Linked DNA regions of Mus musculus: region 2 is linked to region 1. The links are chromatin contacts, called in public promoter capture Hi-C maps. All regions are on one chromosome and are shown on one strand. Each heading gives the region's core, a stretch centred on a gene start, on an enhancer-like site or on the middle of the called end of the contact. The rest is flanking DNA. Distances are from core to core; before and after follow the strand shown.

What was found. Promoter capture Hi-C pulls out the DNA fragments that hold promoters and counts their contacts.
Region 2: a promoter capture Hi-C map of hippocampal neurons shows a contact between it and region 1, with 2.5 times the contacts expected there. The contact joins two enhancer-like sites. A contact is called at or near these places in 1 of 39 promoter capture datasets (hippocampal neurons) and 4 of 484 Hi-C or Micro-C datasets (cerebral cortex, forebrain and ventral hippocampal neurons).

What each region holds. Positions count from the first base shown.
Region 1 is chr5:71,914,508-71,919,177 of GRCm38.p6, reverse strand. The region is part of intron 4 of Gabrb1 (gamma-aminobutyric acid (GABA) A receptor, subunit beta 1); the gene reads right to left. Among named protein-coding and RNA genes, the nearest start is that of Gm38562, 220 kb to the right of the region's middle. Within about 2 kb of position 1,812, at least 13 of the 459 cell types and tissues checked have an H3K27ac peak or open chromatin away from gene starts, as enhancers often do. A contact at or near this core is called in hippocampal neurons, where this site is marked.
Region 2 is chr5:72,066,064-72,070,671 of GRCm38.p6, reverse strand. The region is part of intron 5 of Gabrb1 (gamma-aminobutyric acid (GABA) A receptor, subunit beta 1); the gene reads right to left. Among named protein-coding and RNA genes, the nearest start is that of Commd8, 100 kb to the left of the region's middle. Within about 2 kb of position 1,636, at least 24 of the 459 cell types and tissues checked have an H3K27ac peak or open chromatin away from gene starts, as enhancers often do. A contact at or near this core is called in hippocampal neurons, where this site is marked.

The DNA of each region.
Region 1 (4,670 bases), core at 563-3,062:
TCATAATTTTCTAAAGATAGGTTTTTTTGAACACTACAAAGAAGACATCTTCTTCCTTTACAGTAGCCTTTCATGATTTGGAATAGAAGAACCTTAAAGAGAAAAAGAGGATGATAAGCAGTTAGCAGGATGAGAGGCTCTGCTTCAGATGTACATACTTGGGAAGAGGCTGCCACAAGGAGAGAGAGTATGAAAGCTAAGAGCAAGGTCTCCTGGACTCACCCACATGCTTCATAGACTTGAGAAGATAATTCAGTATGTGCTTTCATAGAAAAATTAAACTCAACTGCTTTTAAGATTAAGATGAAATAAGTTATGTGCATGCATTCATTTCTGACAAAATTAAGGCATAGGAAATCTAGGAAAAATGGATACTTAGACATAAAGGCATCCCTAAATCCTCACAAGCCAATGTATCCTATAAAAATGACATACCAAATCCAGCCATGTGATGTAGTAAGTAGTCATGCAACGTAATGGATATGTGATGTAACGGACATGCGACATAACAGATGGAATAAATGTGACTTAGTCACACTTCTTTTGAATTGACTCAGTTGTAGAAAACTGAGAAATTGGCAACTTTAATATCTTCTGCTACATTTGCCTCTAAATTTCTTAGTAATCTTAGTGCTTTCTCTTCTTAAAAATTATGTTTTGTGCCGGGCATGGTGGCGCACGCCTTTAATCCCAGCACTTGGGAGGCAGAGGCAGGCGGATTTCTGAGTTGGAGGTCAGCCTGGTCTACAGAGTGAGTTCCAGGACAGCCAAGGCTACACAGAGAAACCCTGAACATGTCAGTGTACATTTGTTTAATTCTCTCATGAGGGTTTAGAGGCTCAGTCACAAGAATGTTCTCTCCAGGGATTTCACACACAAGCCAACCATGTGAACTATGGATGCCGTAGATAGACATGTGTGTCTGTGCGCATACAAAATAGTGAAGAAGGATGGAAAAGGTTTCTAAAACTCCATCAAAAATTCATATGCTTACTTCATTTGTGTTTAACAACTCCAAAACCCCAATAGATACTAATAAACTTAATTTATATGTCTAGATACAGATTAAAGGCCAGTGTGAGCCAAGGGAACAGTGCTTGACTGAGTGGATACTTTTCTGGACAAATACATTTGTAGAGTTTCATAGGAGGAGAATGAATGGAAGAATTCCATAGACTGTCAAAGGTCCTTTTCTGATGGAGATAAAACTACCCACATGCAACTTCTAAAGATTTGATCTCTAATCATCTCAGTCATTTCCTGCTTGTCACCATGTCCCCTTTCTATGTTTCTGATTTTGACCTTCAAATGCAGTGAATGAGAAGTCACAGTGTACAGTCTGTATGTGGCACAGATTGCGGTGTGAGCCCAGAACTCATCCACCCCATCTCAGGACTTATGAGTTAGCACACCATCTATAGAAGCAATTCCAGACAATGCAACCCCTTCATTAAGACCACTGAGGTTTAATAATTGCATTCAAATGCATCCATCTCCTTCCATCTCAAGGTCAACCCCAACGTTCTTTTTCTAGCCTTTGTTCCACAGCCCTGGTTCCAGACAAGGAGTTTCCAAACTGCAGTGAGATTACTGAGTTGGTTTCTAACCCACCTGTTTGTCAAGACTTTTCTCTCAGACCTCTGGAAGGTCCTCTGAGGTCATTTTCATTTCTCAAGCCTAGAATGAACAAATAGAAAAGGCTCGGAGCAGCATGGGAGTTGAGCCAAGAGCAGTACTGTGAGCATCCATTTGTCCCTCCACCTACGCTCTGAGGGGGCAGCTGTGATGTCTCGATGGGATGAGAAAAGACTCAATATGCATGGCAATCTGGTGCTGTGCCCATGGGACCATCAAAGGAAAAATAGACCGTGTGCAGTCTTTCTCCCTAGAGAAAATAAGCTTTGTGCAGTTCTTGTGTCACAAATGCAGGTTGCCATCAGCAACCAGGGTACCCCCTTTATCAGAACAGTTGCAGAAAGTGAGGCAGGATAGAAGAGCAGAAAAAAAATCTTAGGAACCGGAAAAGGAGAAAGAAGCCCCTCATCCTGTAATCCAGTTGGAGTCCTTGCTAATGACGTAAAAATGGATTCCAGTGCAACACTTTTCTAGGAATCACACCAGAAACCCCTAGAGAGATAGAGGGAGGGAGGGGAAGAGAGAGAGAGAGAGAGAGAGAGAGAGAGAGAGAGAGAGAGAGAGAGAGAGAGAGAGAATGTACTACCCATTGGGAAATTTCCATTGGAAAATCCTAGTGGCATCTGGTTTTATTTTATTGGACTACAATTTCATCTAAAGCATCTTTGAAACCACCTCCTATCACTCTTATCAAGACAGAAGGGATAAATGGTTCATAGCAACCATTTGAGATGTATCACGAGAGCCATTAAGCTGAAATACATGGCCAGCACTAAGATTGTTAATTGCTTACTGTCTCTTGGAGAAGCCCGTGTCTATGCTTGGTACATTTCACTTTGTTCTACTTTGTGTCATAGGAAAGCATATAGCCTCCAACTGAATGTTTGCCTTGCTGTTTTCTTACCCCTCCTTCTTTAAACCATAATACTCAAGTCTATATTAAAACATCAGTATTTCAAAATCACCATCTCTGTTTCACTAAACTGACCAGTCTTGAAATCCTTTACATCATTGAATCCATGAATACCAGTTTGGCCTGAGCCTAGGGAAACTTCTCAGGCTAATGAGGGCAGCAGCATCAAGTTGTGTGTCTCTGTCCTCTCAACACTGACACATAGAAAGAATCGATGACTGGCCTTAACAGCAAAGGCAAGTATTCAAGCTTCATCATGTCCCTCTCTCTGCCCTAACCACTCCAAAAGATTTCTACTCATTACTTCTTCTCCTGACAATTCAACATTTGTGTGATATGCCAGGGTATTCAGGGAAGAAGTAGATTTTAAAGATAGACAACAAAATTTTGTGAATGAAATAATAGAAACATCAGACTTTCCCATTGGATAAATTATATCAAAAGAATGGCAGCAAGTGCTATTTGATCCCTAAGTATTAATCATTATAATACCCTTATGAGTTGAAAGACTCTGTATAAGGTGGACATTCACAAATCACTTCTTGAAGTAGAAAGGCAGCAGATGTATCTTTAAAGACATGGAGTGCCATAAGGAGAAAAACCAATTTCTCCCAGTATATGAATGCTTGAGACAGTTTGTTTGCTTTAGTTGCATAGTTTGTAGGCGATTGAGTGTGTGAGGACTTATGGAATACTTAAATGCCCACGTAATGAGAACTGTTCATGTCAAAGACGTGCTTAGACAGCGGAGGCAGTAGAGAACTCATTTTGTTTCTGTTTCAGTCCTTGAATAACCACTTCATAGACACTGTGTTCACTTAGAGAAAGAATGAACACAATACCTATCCTCTGGGGCCCTTGTGTTATAAGCAGATGAATAGCACCTGGACAACCTCACAACCAGGAAGCCACTGTCTGCTTCTTTGTTTTGTAATGAGGTAGTCCGTTCAAAGAATGAGTACAGATGGAGGCTTATAATAAGATTTCTCTGGTGGTGGGAAAGAGTCCTTTAGACTGGCCATGGAGGATGTGAAGTCACTCTTCAGTCAAGTAGGTACAGTAGTTCATGTCTATAATCTCAACACGTGGAAGACTATGTCAGTAAGATCAGAAGCTCAAAAGCCATGTTGGCTACATTGGGTTTATTAGAACCTGTTTCAGAAAAACAAACAAACAAACAAACAAACAAACAAAGTTTGCTTTTTGTCTTATACACAGGAAGTATCAGTGGTGCCAATTCTGTATTAGCCTTGTTCTCGAGATACTTTTTAAATGTTTGTTTCTCTCTGCCAGAAGAGTGTGTGGTCTGTGAAACCCTATGTTAGGCAGAATATGAAACCTTGGTTTCCTTACTTTATGGAGATCCTTCAAAAATACTTAAGACAATCAAAACTAAGCCAAAATCTCTACCCCTTTTTTCAAGGTCAACATATTAAAGACTGATAGATTGGACATAGTTTCTTGAGGAGTAAGGACAGACCACATTGGTAAATGCTGGGCCAGAAAGAGAACTATTGGCCATTCTTTAAGGCCACATGGATATCCTTTAGACCATTTAATCTGAAACAAGTAGTTGTCATATGGTTGTAATCTAAAATACTGGAACAAGATATGAGTTCCTTATTACATATTTATAACATTGGTTGTAATTGTTCCTCCTTGATGATATCTAGAGTTTGGGGTGATATATTTGCTTTATATTATGCAATTATATATATTATGTATCTCCATTATCTGGTTTAAGAAACCCTTTCCCAAATTGATGATGAATTGCTTGGTAGAAAGACTGGCCTTTCTCAAGGAGTGACCACGAACAGAGGTCTGCTCTGTACTGTGTTCCTTACGACCTCATTATTTTGGAATAAAAAACAAAGACTGAATAGTTTCATGAATTCCAGAATAAATCCTGTCAGTTTTTTAATCTAAAGAGAGAGGATCCAGGCAGGATCTGAAATAACCATGACTTACTGGAATACATAAAATCAGAGATGGTTTGGATTCATTTTGTAGAAAAAAAAGTATAGCAGTGGCAATTTTCAAGGTAAAGTGCCTATGAAATTAAAGACTGTATTTAAATGTGTGTATAGGACATTTGACCATTCTCCCATACTTCATTTCCATA
Region 2 (4,608 bases), core at 387-2,886, 150 kb before region 1:
TTGAGACTTCAGGTCAACTCCACGCGCTTGGACCTGTCCCTGACCAAAGGATTACCCAATTGGATCTCCTCAGCATTTTCTTTCTTTAAAAAATGGGTGGGATTAATATTATTTGGAGATACACTTTGCTGTGGATTAGTGTTGCTTCTTTGATTGGTCTGTAAGCTTAAGGCCTAAACTAGGAGAGACAAGGTGGTTATTGCCCAGGCGCTTGCAGGACTAGAACATGGAGCTCCCCCTGATATATGGTTATCTATGCTTAGGCAATAGGTCGCTGGCCACTCAGCTCTTATATCCCATGAGGCTAGACTCATTGCACGGGATAGAGTGAGTGTGCTTCAGCAGCCCGAGAGAGTTGCACGGCTAAGCACTGCAATGGAAAGGCTCTGCGGCATATATGAGCCTATTCTAGGGAGACATGTCATCTTTCAAGAAGGTTCAGTGTCCTAGTTCCCTTCCCCCAGGCAAAACGACACGGGAGCAGGTCAGGGTTGCTCTGGGTAAAAGCCTGTAAGCCTAAGAGCTAATCCTGTACATGGCTCCTTTACCTACACACTGGGGATTTGACCTCTATCTCCACTCTCATTAATATGGGTGGCCTATTTGCTCTTATTAAAAGGATAGGGGGAGATGTTGGGAGCCGCCCCCACATTCGCCGTTACAAGATGGCGCTGACATCCTGTGTTCTAAGTGGTAAACAAATAATCTGCGCATGTGCCAAGGGTATCTTATGACTACTTGTGCTCTGCCTTCCCCGTGACGTCAACTCGGCCGATGGGCTGCAGCCAATCAGGGAGTGACACGTCCGAGGCGAAGGAGAATGCTCCTTAAGAGGGACGGGGTTTCGTTTTCTCTCGCTCTTGCTTCTTGCTCTCTTGCTTCTTGCTCTCTTGCTTCTTGCACTCTGGCTCCTGAAGATGTAAGAAATAAAGCTTTGCCGCAGAAGATTCTGGTCTGTGGTGTTCTTCCTGGCCGGTCGTGAGAACGCGTTTAATAACAGAAAGCAGCCAAAGTACAGATGGCAAGCATATCTCATGCGAGGTATCCTCCCCAGCATACAGCAGAGGGAGACAGGAAAATCAGGGCAGTGTTCAGGAGGACTTCTAACACGAGTCTCCTCTGTGGTGTAATCCTTCATGCTCAGGGTAGTCCTACAACCCTAAGAAAATATCCCCATGGTCATTTCTTTACATTTATAATTATTCAGGAAAAGTTAAAGTTTGGCTAATTTAGCTCAGTGGTCACAGGCTCATAAGCTAATGAATGGTAGAGGAAAGGGTAGGGGGATATAAAAAGGATCACCAACCTTAAAAAGGAAAAAGACCCCCTTCTCCTCCCCAAGTAGAGCCATGGCTTCAGCATTCTGCTGGCCTTGTTTTGTAGGCTGAGCTGAGCTGAAGATGAAACAGAGAAAAAAAAACAAACAACAAACAAAAAGAAGAGAAATCCAACCTCTCAAACCCAACAACCAACAGCCCAAACCTAGTCCTTTTGAAAGGTTGCTTTGTTTTTTCTGTTCTGGGTCAGAGGGACCTCCTGATGGGGACAGGAGAGGCAGAATCCCTGTGCCCCCAGTCGCTTCCCGGACTCCCTTCTCATGCCCTCTTTGTTCCACTGCTTTGGTTTACTTGGCATATTGAGAACACATTCTGGGCCACACACCAGCGTCTGGATATTATTTTAGAATTTCCTGTTGCCATGGAGTGCGTTGATCACTTGCGTTTTTTTTTTTTTTTTTTCCCTCCATGTTTCTATTTTAGCTCATTCCGACTTATTCTTTAAGATCCTCATCTTTCCTTGTCTTTACTCTCTGGCTCATTTTTTTTTCCTATTCCACTTTAAGAAGAAAATAAATTTTAAACAGACTTTGAAAGAATTTTTTTCTCTGTGTCTAAGTACTGCTTTTAACTTGGATTTTCTTGTTTTAGCTTTTATCTCTCATCCCTCTAACTTTCATGCTTCCAGCTTTTTATCTCACTGGCTCTGGCCCCTTTATGGTTTCTTTATTTATGCTGGTTTTATCTTTAATCTTTTATCCCCCACTTTCATGTTTTTCTCATAAATCTCATTGGTTTTAGTTTCTCTTTCCTTTGGTTTTTCTCCTCTTCCCATGGCTTAGGTATCATTTATATTGAATTTTGTCGTTGTTGGTTAAATTTTGTTTTGTTTTCCTATGTTACCATAGTTTTTAGCCTTAATTTGAGGCTTTGATTTCCCTCAATTTAACTTCTTCTTCTGGTTTTAGCAATTCATCCTAAATTCTTGCTTCTCTGCCCTCTCTTCATATGCTCCTTCTATTTCTTCTTCCAGATTCTTTTAAGGTTCACTTTTGTAGTTACAAGAAGGCTAAAAGCTTGGAGACATGGGGAGGGGGGGGCTACAAACTAAACTTTATGGTTCCATGGCGTTCTCCATTTGGGTTACTACCCTTTCAGGGGGCACTCATTTCAATGAAAGTTACCCTCCTTTGAATCATCACACCAGAATGCTGAAAAAAATTCCCTGCCATGCTACCACATTCTGCTTTCTTTTCTATTGGATGCAATAGGCAGCTGTCTTGTTGCTATTCTTCCCTGTGAAGTCTGCACAATGTCATTTTAGAGCATCTCAGAGGTGAGGTGAATTCATCATTGGGTGAGAAGTAGGCTAGCCTCTTTCCTGCCTTGATCCCAAGAGTGTTGTTGAGATGCCTAGTTTGTGGGACAGACTTTTTGTCTGTCCAGATTCAGTGTGTTCTGGGAAGCTAGCCAAGATTGGTTCTCATGCCTGTTAGCCCCATCAAGGTGAGAATCTGTGATATACTTATTTTCTATTTGGGTTTAATGGTGACACACTCTCTGGCACTCTAAGTACCAACTCTGCTGGAAGGTCTTGAAGGAGCTTGATTGCCATCATCAAGAAAGAACAGGATGGCTTCCTTTGGGTCATTCTCTCAAGATGGACTTCTTTACTTTAATGGGAATTGACCCTCCAGCTCATCCATAGTAACTTTCCAAAGGACAAAAATCCAACAACACATCACATTTCTGTTCTATTTTAGTGACCTTGGGACCAGAATCATAGAGGGTTTTAAGATGCTTCCTTTCAAATGGCATCCTAAAATTGACATTAGAAAGTAGCCATGGCTTTTCTTCCCTGAGAGGTCTCATACTATAGCCTAAGCTAGTCTGAAATTTGCTATGTAGCCTAGGCTATCCACAAATGACAACTCTCTTCCTTTGTTCTCTCCAGTGCTGTAACTATGGTGAAGAGCCACCACACTCAGCTTAGAAAAGTGTTCATGTCTCTTTCCTTTTAATCCTATGATGTAGCATTGTGCAGCTAGAGTGGGATTCAAAAACCAGGCAAGTAAGATAGAAGATGGACCGATGCTCAGACCAAGCACAAATACTTTCTGTCCAAATAACTCCAACCACAAAAGCTTATCTAATCTCTAGTCAATGCCATAGAATGTGCTATTCTACAATATGGAATCCAGAGGATAGAGGGAAATCAGATTCAGATCCAAGCTACAATATTCACTAGTTTGTAACTACTGAACAGGTTCCTTCAACTCTTATTGCCCCCTCAATTTTCTTATCTCTGAAGTGGGTGGAAAAAATTCATTTGCATGTGAGATGTTTGCTACCTTACCAATCACATCATAATTTCTCAAAAGTACTGTGTTACATAAAATTTAAGAATCAATTCATGTTTCTGTCTCCATTAGCTATTGAGTCACATGAATGCGTGTATATGTGTGTGTGTGTGTGTGTGTGTGTGTGTGTGTGTGGTGTAGTGTGTATTATCACCCTGTCCCCAACACACACACATAGGTTCATGCACTCAGAAACACATTTTTTTTGGTTCATGTTGGTGCTTCAATTACTCTTCTCTGAGGCATCTTATAATACATATCTCCACAGTGTTTCCCATGTGCTCACTACTATTTCTATACACATATATTTTTATCCTGGTTTCCAGTGAGCATCTGAGAGTCAGAAGTTGTGTCCTATTTACCTTTGTATTCTTAATATGTCACAAAATAGTTGGTAAGTGATGTGAGTGTAACAATTATTTAATAAAAATGAGGTCTAAGGATCTGCCAATAACTATGTCATAAGTATATTAAGGGAAAAATTCTTCTGCCTCATCAGCAACAGATAGACAATATCCTAAGTTTTTGCCACCCTGTTCTGTCTTTTGAGACCCTAAGTGGAAAGGGCTTCTCTGTGGTCAAAACTGTATTTGGGTTAATGGATAATTGTACAAAAGATAAAGGTCCCAGAGTTCTATGAGAAGATCTCATTAATTATAAACACCTCATCTCCTTGGATAATGCCCAGATAGTATAATTCCACATGAGAATCTCATCAATAGTCTATGAATGGGGCAGATTCTGAAGTGCTGTCATCAGAGAATTAAACACAGTTCAAGACATTCCCATACCACTCCTTTCTCTTTACTCTCTGTTCTCCCTCTGACAACTGAATCCTGAGAGCTGCCCTGAGTTCCTGTCTCCATGTATTCATTACTCATTCTTACTGCTGGATTGGACATAAGCCAGCCTGACCACAACCCCTATTCTGTTTGTCAGTCTTCAGTCCACATTTTACATAGGTTCTAGCA